2 separate regions of the Zea mays genome follow, and region 1 is linked to region 2. Evidence: chromatin contacts called from public Hi-C data. All regions are on one chromosome and are shown on one strand. The core of a region is the stretch at or near the end of the contact, and the rest is flanking DNA. Distances in the headings are between cores, read along the strand shown.

Region 1 (4,590 bases), core at 1,252-3,751, 520 kb after region 2:
TTCCGAAGAACAAAAACTGCAGAAGCATTCAGAATATATTTCATCATCTACAAACACGCATCTAACCTACTCAACTACCTTTTTATTAAAATGCTTAGTTGTTGTCATTGTACAGATATCTAGTTATCTCACTATCTCATATACTATCAAAGATTTTCTGGTAGATCACAAAAGAGTTTAGTGATTCCTAGCTTCCAACACAAGCTTATGCAAGTTATTTAGCCTATACACTGAAAAAGCAAAGTCTAACTTGAAATTAGAAACTGCTCTAATAATTTATTTAATCACTTTAGTTACATATTTATAGCATTCAGAAATACTAATATATAAACAATGGCATTAGGAACTAGGAAGAAAGTTTTTATTAATCAGTTAATATGGAGGAAAGAAACACATAACTATCAAGGAAAAGAGATAGCTTGAACGACTCTAAGAGGTGGATATTTTATATAGTGAGTAGAGATAGGACATACTTTATTCTACCTGATAGTGTGTCACGGACGCGTGCACCAATGATTCTCTCCCCCGATTCATCCTTAATGAGAGAGACCACTTCAGCATAATTGAGAACAGCTGCACCAACAACTGCAGCAGTGCATGCCAACCCCACATTCAGCCGTGAGTCATTCATTTGACCATCATAGTACACAACTGTTCCTTTTAGGCTACAATTATGTCCGTTTTTTGCAAGGGTTGGGAAAAGCTCAACTGATTCATCCACAGAATAATATCGGGACAAATGTAGTAGCCTTCTTCCAGCAACAAGATCATAAAGCTTCAAACCAAACCAGTAGTATACAACCTCAAACCAGTTAAAGCAAGGAGTCATGCATGGCAAAGCATGGCACAAATGGGGAGCATTCTCGATGACTTGTTTGCGTTCCTTAAGTGCATGAAAAACAAGTTTCAGCTGCCCATAATCAAGATTGAACACTGCCTTCTCCAAGTAGCGCACGCCTGTACAAATTGAATGCAATATAATAAGGGACAATGCTAAATTAAGTTTTTTCAATCCCAAAAGGCACAAAAACACTGGTGCAGGTATATCTTGTTTGTAATTAAGCCTTTTCCTGTTTCACAAAGTAAAAGTATTTTTAAAAATTACAAAAATTTTACGCAGTCTTTATAGTATGTTCATCCATGCATTTGTTTCAAGCTAGAAATGTATCTGCAAATGATATTACTATGGCAGAAAGCAGAATAAATTTATTGCATCAGTATTCAGTAAGAGGGAACACAAGAGCAAGACATTTTCAAAGTAACAGGGAGAAAGTTAACCTTATATCTTTGTTGGGTCAAAGTTAACAGCAAATTAGACATAGTTGGCACAGTATATCAAGTGAAAACCAACTAATTTTAGGAACCTTGGAAAAGGTTTTGGTTTGACCATCAAATCGACATGAAAAAGTCCCAACAAAGTTGAGTAATAAGAACCTTAGGAAACATTCTTATGAAATGCATTGTTAAGTTCATTTTCTGTTCCCCTAGCTCATTTTGAAATTATCCTTGAAATTTTAGAACGTAACTCAATATCCAGGATTGCCTAATAAATCTTTATGGGATCTTTTATGTTTTCACCTCATATGTCTCTTAATGTACAAGTAAAATAAAATACAATTAGAGAATGTCTAGATGCAAGATGAGCCTCATCTTTTGAATGTAGCATGGATAGTCTAATGGACAGTAAACATTTTATCAACATGTTGACAAATAGCATCAGTCAGGAATGGTCAGTACCACAATACAGGTTCCTAGACAGGCATAAACATATATTAGGAATAAATTTGCATTGCTCAAATAAAGCCAGGGCTTGCTAAGAGCAAATATTGTGCCACTAGCAAAGTAGTGCAATGCCATCGTAGGACAGGTATTTCCAACACAAATTCAACAGATCCACTTGCTAATGTAGCCAGACAATAATTGTATGTGCTATTAAGATAGTGCATAGCACTACCGACCTAACATCACCAAGCATCAAATAGGGCACATTAGTTCATCAAACTGTTACACTCTTGGTCAGACTGCTGACTGTGGTACTCTAATAAAGGATTCGTAGCAGCTGAAATTTGGGAAAACACAGGAGGGGGGTCCGTAGACCCCAGGGTTTGGACAAGACCACGCACCGCCATGGATGAGTTTGGTGGATCGGGAGGAGGTTCCAGAAGAGAAATCCTCGCGCTCCACAAGGCCTACACGGAGCCCGCGGGTGGCGGCATCGAGCGCGACGCCGCATCCGGTGGCGCCGCCGCCAACGACGAGCACGTCTAGGGGCTCAGCAGGGGTGGACCCTGCCAGCGCCGCACGCTGCGCGTCTCGCAGGGGCGGCGTGGCCCCCGACCGCGCAACACGCTGCCTTGCCGCTTCTAGGGCGGCGGCGGACGGGTCGGTGGCGGAAGCCGATGAGGCGGCGAGGACAGCGGCGAGGGTGGAGGAGGCAGCTAGGGCGGCACCGGCGCGGCGGAGGCGCCACGTGGCCATGGCGGCGCCTGACGCGTTGCTTGGATTGTTCGGTTGCGGCTGGCGCCGGCGGGCGGAAGTTGGAAGGAAAGGGGTAGTAGCGTTGGGAGGCGAATCGTGTGTTTGGCCGGTAAGGGCATCTACAAATCTAATAAATACTACGTACCTGTTTTTAAGAGATTATTGCTATTATAGGTCTATGCCCGTGCGTTGCTACGGGTGTATTAAAATGCATAACAATGTTAGTGCCAATGTGTCATTATATAGGAACTAATCCTTAGTAATACTGCACTCTTGTAACAGAAGTATCATCACACCAATACAAGCGGGCAAACTCAATAGTCGTCCAAAGCGAAACAACAAATTTGCCGCAAGCTGCCTACTGCTGGGCGCACTGCACCCTCTGCCCACCGCCTGGCACATCATCTCCTCGTCGTAGGCCTCCTGGTGCTGCTGCTGCCGCCTCCGTATCTCCTCTTTGATGTTCACGTCATAGGGCATCGTATCTTCGCACTCGTCCAGCTCCATGTCAGTGTACTGTGATACTGGCTTGGGCGGGAGAACAGCCTCCAGGGCCTTGCACTGCTCCAGGCTCAACGAGTCCGGGAACTCCACCGAGAAGTGGATGTACAACTTGCCCTTCATGAAGGGCCTCTGATACATGGACATGCCTTCATCGTTGATTGCCTTGAAAGAAGCTGCACAAATTTAAAATAATCATAATCATATGTCAGAATCAAAGCCATGAGAATGGAATTGGATTGTTGACAACTGACACGGTACCACCAAGACACCAACAACATTTTTAGATATTAAATTTTGTTACAACATAAAAGGAATTGCAGATTTCCAATAAAAGTGTGACCATCAAAGACAATAGCTTTAACTAACAAATCAACACCATCTATATCAACTAAAAAATAGGTTGTCCGTATTTGCATAAAGAAATACCAGGAAAACAGTGAATATCAGGAAAAATAATTGGCAGATATGACAAAAACTTAAACATCACAATTTTGAGCAGCAACAATGTAAAGGCATCATCAGTGGCGCATGTAAAATATATACCGTGTCAAGTAGTATCCCCGAATGATCTCCAAAACTTAGCTGCACAATAGTCGCATCACGGTCTGAGTCCTGATCTATCTAGACAACTGGGACTGGGATTGCCTCATCAGATGTCTGGGGTGATAATTTTCCCAAGAATACACATTAAAAAGCAAACTGAATAAATACAGAAGTGGCGTCTGCCACTGATTAAACCAGTCGTGTGAAATCATACCGTTGAAGAAGCTCCCAACACATTAGCTGAGTTGATAGATTGGCAACAAATTCTGGGAAGATTTACAAAACACAAAGATTAGTACATATGTTGTGAAGATTTACAAAAGACAAAGATTATTAGTACATATACAGTGTATATAGAACATGGAAGTATTATACAGGACAGATCTATCTATTACTATCATGTATATACTATAACTTAGGAATTAAGAAACAATAGAGTTGGGGATGAAGAGATACGAGATGGCAGACATAACTTCCCAAATGAATCCTACTACTGCACAACTTATCATAGGCGCAGGCAAAATTTCCCATATACATACACCAATCTAACAAATCATCAACGGACAACTCTACGAGACCATCGAACAACGCTGAATTAGACGGTCTAAATGGAAAAAAAATCTATGCAGAGATCGTGTATAAGTAAAACCCATGGAGCACAGGCTAGAGGCGTCCAATCATGCTGATGCTAAAATCCTTCCGTCTAATCAATCTGCTCACGGCACATGGTAGACGGAGATGTTCGATCCGGCTGTTTACGCGAGTTCGATCCAACTGATCGTCACTTCGTCAGCTAGGACAGACACAAAGGGACACACAGAGATCGTCATGTAAACGTGTCAGTCCTGCATAGAATTTTTTCCCTGGTCGAGATGAAAAAATCCCTATAGCAAAAGAGAACTAAAGCCGGCACCTACGAAACCATTGGCACTCTAATACGAGTACCGCAAGTGGATAATCCCGCTGAGACTCGAGGCTGCCAGCGAGTAAAATCCGACCAGCGCGAGGCGGCGAGCACGACGTCAGGGAAACGGGCCCCGCGGGGATCAGATCGCTCACCTCCGG
Region 2 (4,418 bases), core at 1,627-4,126:
TAATCTAGAACACAAACTTACCTTGTTTTACAGCCTCTTTAGCCTCTAATACAAATTGTGCCCTTTCTCTTGAGTTCTCAGTTGGTAAGATAGACTTTCCAAGTCCAGTTTTAAATATTGAGGTGGCATAACCATCATTGAGATGAGATTCATCTGAGGGAAAGAGAATCACAGAAGAAACGTGTTTGTCACTATGTCAGGAAAAAGGAAGACGTGAACAACAATTGAAAAATGGCAACATTTAATGTTTTGAGCATGATTTACCTTCCAATTCCTTTGCAATATTTCTTGGCTCCAGAACAGAACTTGCCCTTTTAAAGGAACCCTTACTTGCTGTGACTGACCTCCCTGACCCAGTCTGAAATAACGGCAATTGGCCATCATCGTTGAAACATTTTTCTGCTGGAGAACAAAGATTATCAAGTGAGAAACATCTAGGATGTACTGATAGTGATAGTTTGTGTAATGTAAATAAATTGAACAGATGGTACACAAGATGGCACAAAAGAGAAATGTTTTCACAGTGAAATCAGGAATATATACCTCGCACTGAAGTATTTTCTTCTGGTGTAACTGTCATGCCATTAATAATCAAACTGCTACTCATCAAAACGGATTTTGGTGTTTCAAATTGGAAAGGTGTGGTACAAACACCGGTATGTCCATTACCTAAATCTCACAAAGGGAAATAAATTTGATGAATCATGTGCAATAGATAAATAAGTAAATAATAAGCTTGAATGGGTGTTTTTACCACTTCTTTTAACATCTCCATCCCCCAAAATTGTGCTTGCCTTTTTAATTGAACTATGTTTCACAGCAACAGGCCTTCCAAGTCCTGTTTGGAAAATTGGGAGCTGGCAGCCAGTATCCCATTGTCCTTCACACAAAGAGGTAAACACCTATCATCATGATTGAATTTAGAAAATTGCAAAGAGCCAAAGACAGACTAATATTAGTATCTTACGAATATTTTTAACATCTTCATCCATCAGCAGAGCCCTAGATCTCTCGACGTATCTTTTGCTGATCAAAACTGGTCTTCCGGAACTAGTTTGAAATATCAGAGACTGATTGGCCGGTCTACCTGGACCTTCCACATTTCCTAAAATAGAGGAATTGCATTATACACTAAGAAGGTGCCCGTTCAGAAGTAAATAGGTAAAAAGTTCACATAGTCACTTAAAAGGTACAAGAATCAATGTTAACTATTTTTATATTATTTTCTTCTAGCACATCATTATCTTTCTGTACAGATGACGTACTGATTGATACAGCTCTACCTGAACCAGCTTGAGACACAGGAAACTGTTCCATACCATCCACACCTCCTACATCTCCTGTAATAGGACTCATGGATCACAAATAAGGCATGTCTAGAATCATTCAGCGAAATTCTCAAAACTTGTGAATACTGGAATGAAATTAACCTTCATGTGCAATCATCCGACCCCCTAAAACAGCTCTCGCCTTATCGATTGAGCTCTTGCTGACTAGGACAGATCTACCCGTACTGGTATGGAACATTGGCTGTTTGGCACCAGCTGCATTCTCAACATTTTCTAGAAACAATATATTTCATAGTTAATGGCATGTTTGCCTAGTACATAACATGCAAAAAACAGCATACAAACTAAATGTCATAACTAGTGAAATATGAAATCATTTCCTACCTTCTAGAACAGCTCTTGCCTTCTGAATTGAGTCCTTGTTGAGCAAGACTGCCTTACCAGATCCACTTTGGAACATTGGGAAGAAGTTATCTTTATGCACACCACCTAATTTTTTCACATTATAGTATGTCAAAATGGTACCACAGCACAGAATTCCACCAAAATTATCAAAACAAGGCATGGAGAAGGGAGAAACAAGGCTAACCTCCAAATGGAACATGTAAGTTTGCCAGTTCACCCTCCAGACCAGCATCACAACCAAATGGTTTCTCTGCAGTACAAAAAACCCATCAACACAATGTTGAAGGCATAGAGAAATAAACATAATAAGCAGCGTTGTTTCCAAGCTACCAGACATACAACAGTGTACAGCAATTCAACCAAACCACAATCAAGTGCAAAAGGACTTACTTCTCTTCTTGTTATTGTTATCAGTAGCCTCGTCCACTTCCTCGCCAACCAACGCACTGGCCCTCCTTACGGCTCTCTGGCTGACAGCCAGTGGCCTCCCAGACCCGGTGGAGAACAGTCCAGCCGTATTGACACTCTGAGCCAATCCATCCATCGCATCGCCTTCAATCAGCTGCTCCCGCGCTGCGGGTCCCATCAACGAAAACAGGCAGCCAGCGGCCAGTTACACACCACGCCACTGACGCAAGCGGCAGAGGGCAGACAAACACACAGAGACTAGAGACGCAGTACAGTACAGCAACGACCGCAGCCACAAAGGTCACACGCGAGTACATGGGGAGGCGGCGTCTACCTTGAAGGAGTAGGTCGGCCATAGAAGAGATACGGCATCCGCCGGCGGTGTCCGGGCATAGGGTTTCTGACAACGGAGGAAAGGAGGTCAGGAGTTAACAACACATCCATGATTGATACGAACGAGAATGCACGGGTACACGTTGATGGAGATTGAACCTTCGATTGGCGCTTCGTCGGGCAGCGGCGGATGACGAGGAGCGGGACGAAGCGGACCCGGCCGAGGCGGGTTTGGGGGCGCGTCGGAGACGGGGAGCCAGACGATGCTGCCGTCGGGCTGGCCCCAGACCTGCCACTTGCTCGGCATGATTCCTGGGCCGCGGCGCACAGGCGGGGCCGGGACGAGCCAGCGACGGAGACGAGGGAGAACTGGATTTACTTGGAAATTGAGTGACCGCGCTGCGGAGGCGGGGAGCGAAATCACGACACAAAGGCGTTTGTCAACCCCATTTTCAGAAAGGATTTTCATTTTTACGAACTACTTTTCAATAAAAAAATAGAAATAGTTGAGAAAATAGGGTTTCCAAACTAACCTTAATTTTTAGTTCTCATATTTTATTTTATTTTATTAGTCTCTAAATTATTAAATGTGGAAACTAAAATAGAATTATATACTACTAGTTTTAGTTTTTGTATTTAATAATTTAGAAACTAAAATAAAATAAAAGGCCAAAAAATTAGTCTATAAAAACCAAACACTCCTAATTTTATTGGTTTGGGAGAAAAGTAATGGAGAGGATTAAAATAACTCCAACAATTCTCAATATTCATTTCTTAAACCATATTATAGGAGGGAAAAGAAAAATAGAGCTCCTATGTCGGTTCCCAATCGGGTCGCATGCGAGAAGCGAGCTTCCACCTGTGAATAGATGCGCCAACATCATCGCTCCCAATCCTCCACAATTTTTATTTTCCCGCGCCATCTTCCTGCCTTGGTGCCTCCATCAAATCAATTTGGCGTGCGAGTTGTGCCGGCGAGCCGACGACCTGTGCTTCCATCGGGTGCCACTACACCATCATCCACTGCGACAACCATGAATCCCAGAAGCGACGCATCTCCAACGGAGGGATTGAGGTCGACGACGATGCGACATCAATCTGCAGTAGAAGATGTAGAGGTCCGTGAATCTAGTTCTTGCATTGTGAGCGGCTGAGTCGCGAAGGCCGTGGAGGCGTGGACAAGGCATATTGACTGCAACTTCCGTAGACTTCAAACTCTAGTTCTTGCTTCCATGTAATCGCCTCTCATATTGCTCTCATCTTGATTGCATCATTTCTACGAAGTGCAGTTCTTGACTGTGTTATGGGAACTCTAGACCTTTTATATATCTTGATTGCGAATGAAACAACATCTCTTGAATCAGACTGCATCTCTAGTGCAGACTCTAGCTCTTGATGGCATACCAGGTACTTCTAATTTCTGGACATCAATGTTTGCAGTTGTATGTGACATGAACCAGCAGATAAGAGATTTACTAATTTACTAAAAGTCAAAACAAGTATGTGTACACCACCAGTTAAGAGCTACTACTTTAGGAACCAGGACATAGGAGACCTACTAATTTGTGAGCAGTAATGCTATTTCTGAAAGGCTACCAATAATTAATTAATCTTGTAAAAGTTGGCGGCATGCTTAGGGTTAGGGCTGACAATGGGCTATATTTTTTGCACTATAAGATTTAAGGATCGAAGCGGATTAGGATCGGGTTTTATTTCTAGTCATTTTTGAACTATAATTTATTTAGGTTCTTGACATTTTATGAAGAACTATTTGAATCACGATCCATTACCACCCCTACTTAGGGTAGCCATACACCTCTTTTGAAGGATGCTACAAAACAACAGCAGAGCAAAAAAATTATATTTCTCTTCATTGTTGGTTATCCACATCAATTTTGCAAAATGATATTATCATCGTGTTGCTAAATGATCCACCAACTTGCATTAGGTGAGTACTTGGAGTTTTCAACTTGCTGCACTGAT

The links. A called contact is a pair of places that touch in the nucleus more often than the background predicts.
Region 1: a Hi-C map of ear shows a contact between it and region 2, with 1.9 times the contacts expected there. The contact joins the promoter of LOC100191950 here to the promoter of LOC103641455 in region 2. A contact is called at or near these places in 2 of 25 Hi-C or Micro-C datasets (ear and endosperm).

What each region holds. Positions count from the first base shown.
Region 1 is chr10:98,976,681-98,981,270 of Zm-B73-REFERENCE-NAM-5.0, forward strand. LOC100191950 (Glycerol-3-phosphate dehydrogenase SDP6 mitochondrial) reads right to left here and starts at 2,502. Exons shown (of 7, transcript NM_001137374.1): 1 at 2,124-2,502; 2 at 484-957. The coding sequence starts at 2,478. It overlaps LOC103641462 (a long non-coding RNA gene), which reads right to left. Exons shown (of 3, transcript XR_560333.3): 1 at 4,585-4,590; 2 at 3,740-3,791; 3 at 3,589-3,639. It also overlaps the pseudogene LOC103642657.
Region 2 is chr10:98,460,774-98,465,191 of Zm-B73-REFERENCE-NAM-5.0, forward strand. It overlaps LOC103641455, which reads right to left and starts at 2,877. Exons shown (of 32, transcript XM_020545795.1): 1 at 2,595-2,877; 2 at 2,437-2,502; 3 at 2,085-2,267; 4 at 1,879-1,944; 5 at 1,674-1,778; 6 at 1,431-1,562; 7 at 1,284-1,340; 8 at 968-1,105; 9 at 755-880; 10 at 544-669; 11 at 265-399; 12 at 22-153. The coding sequence starts at 2,742.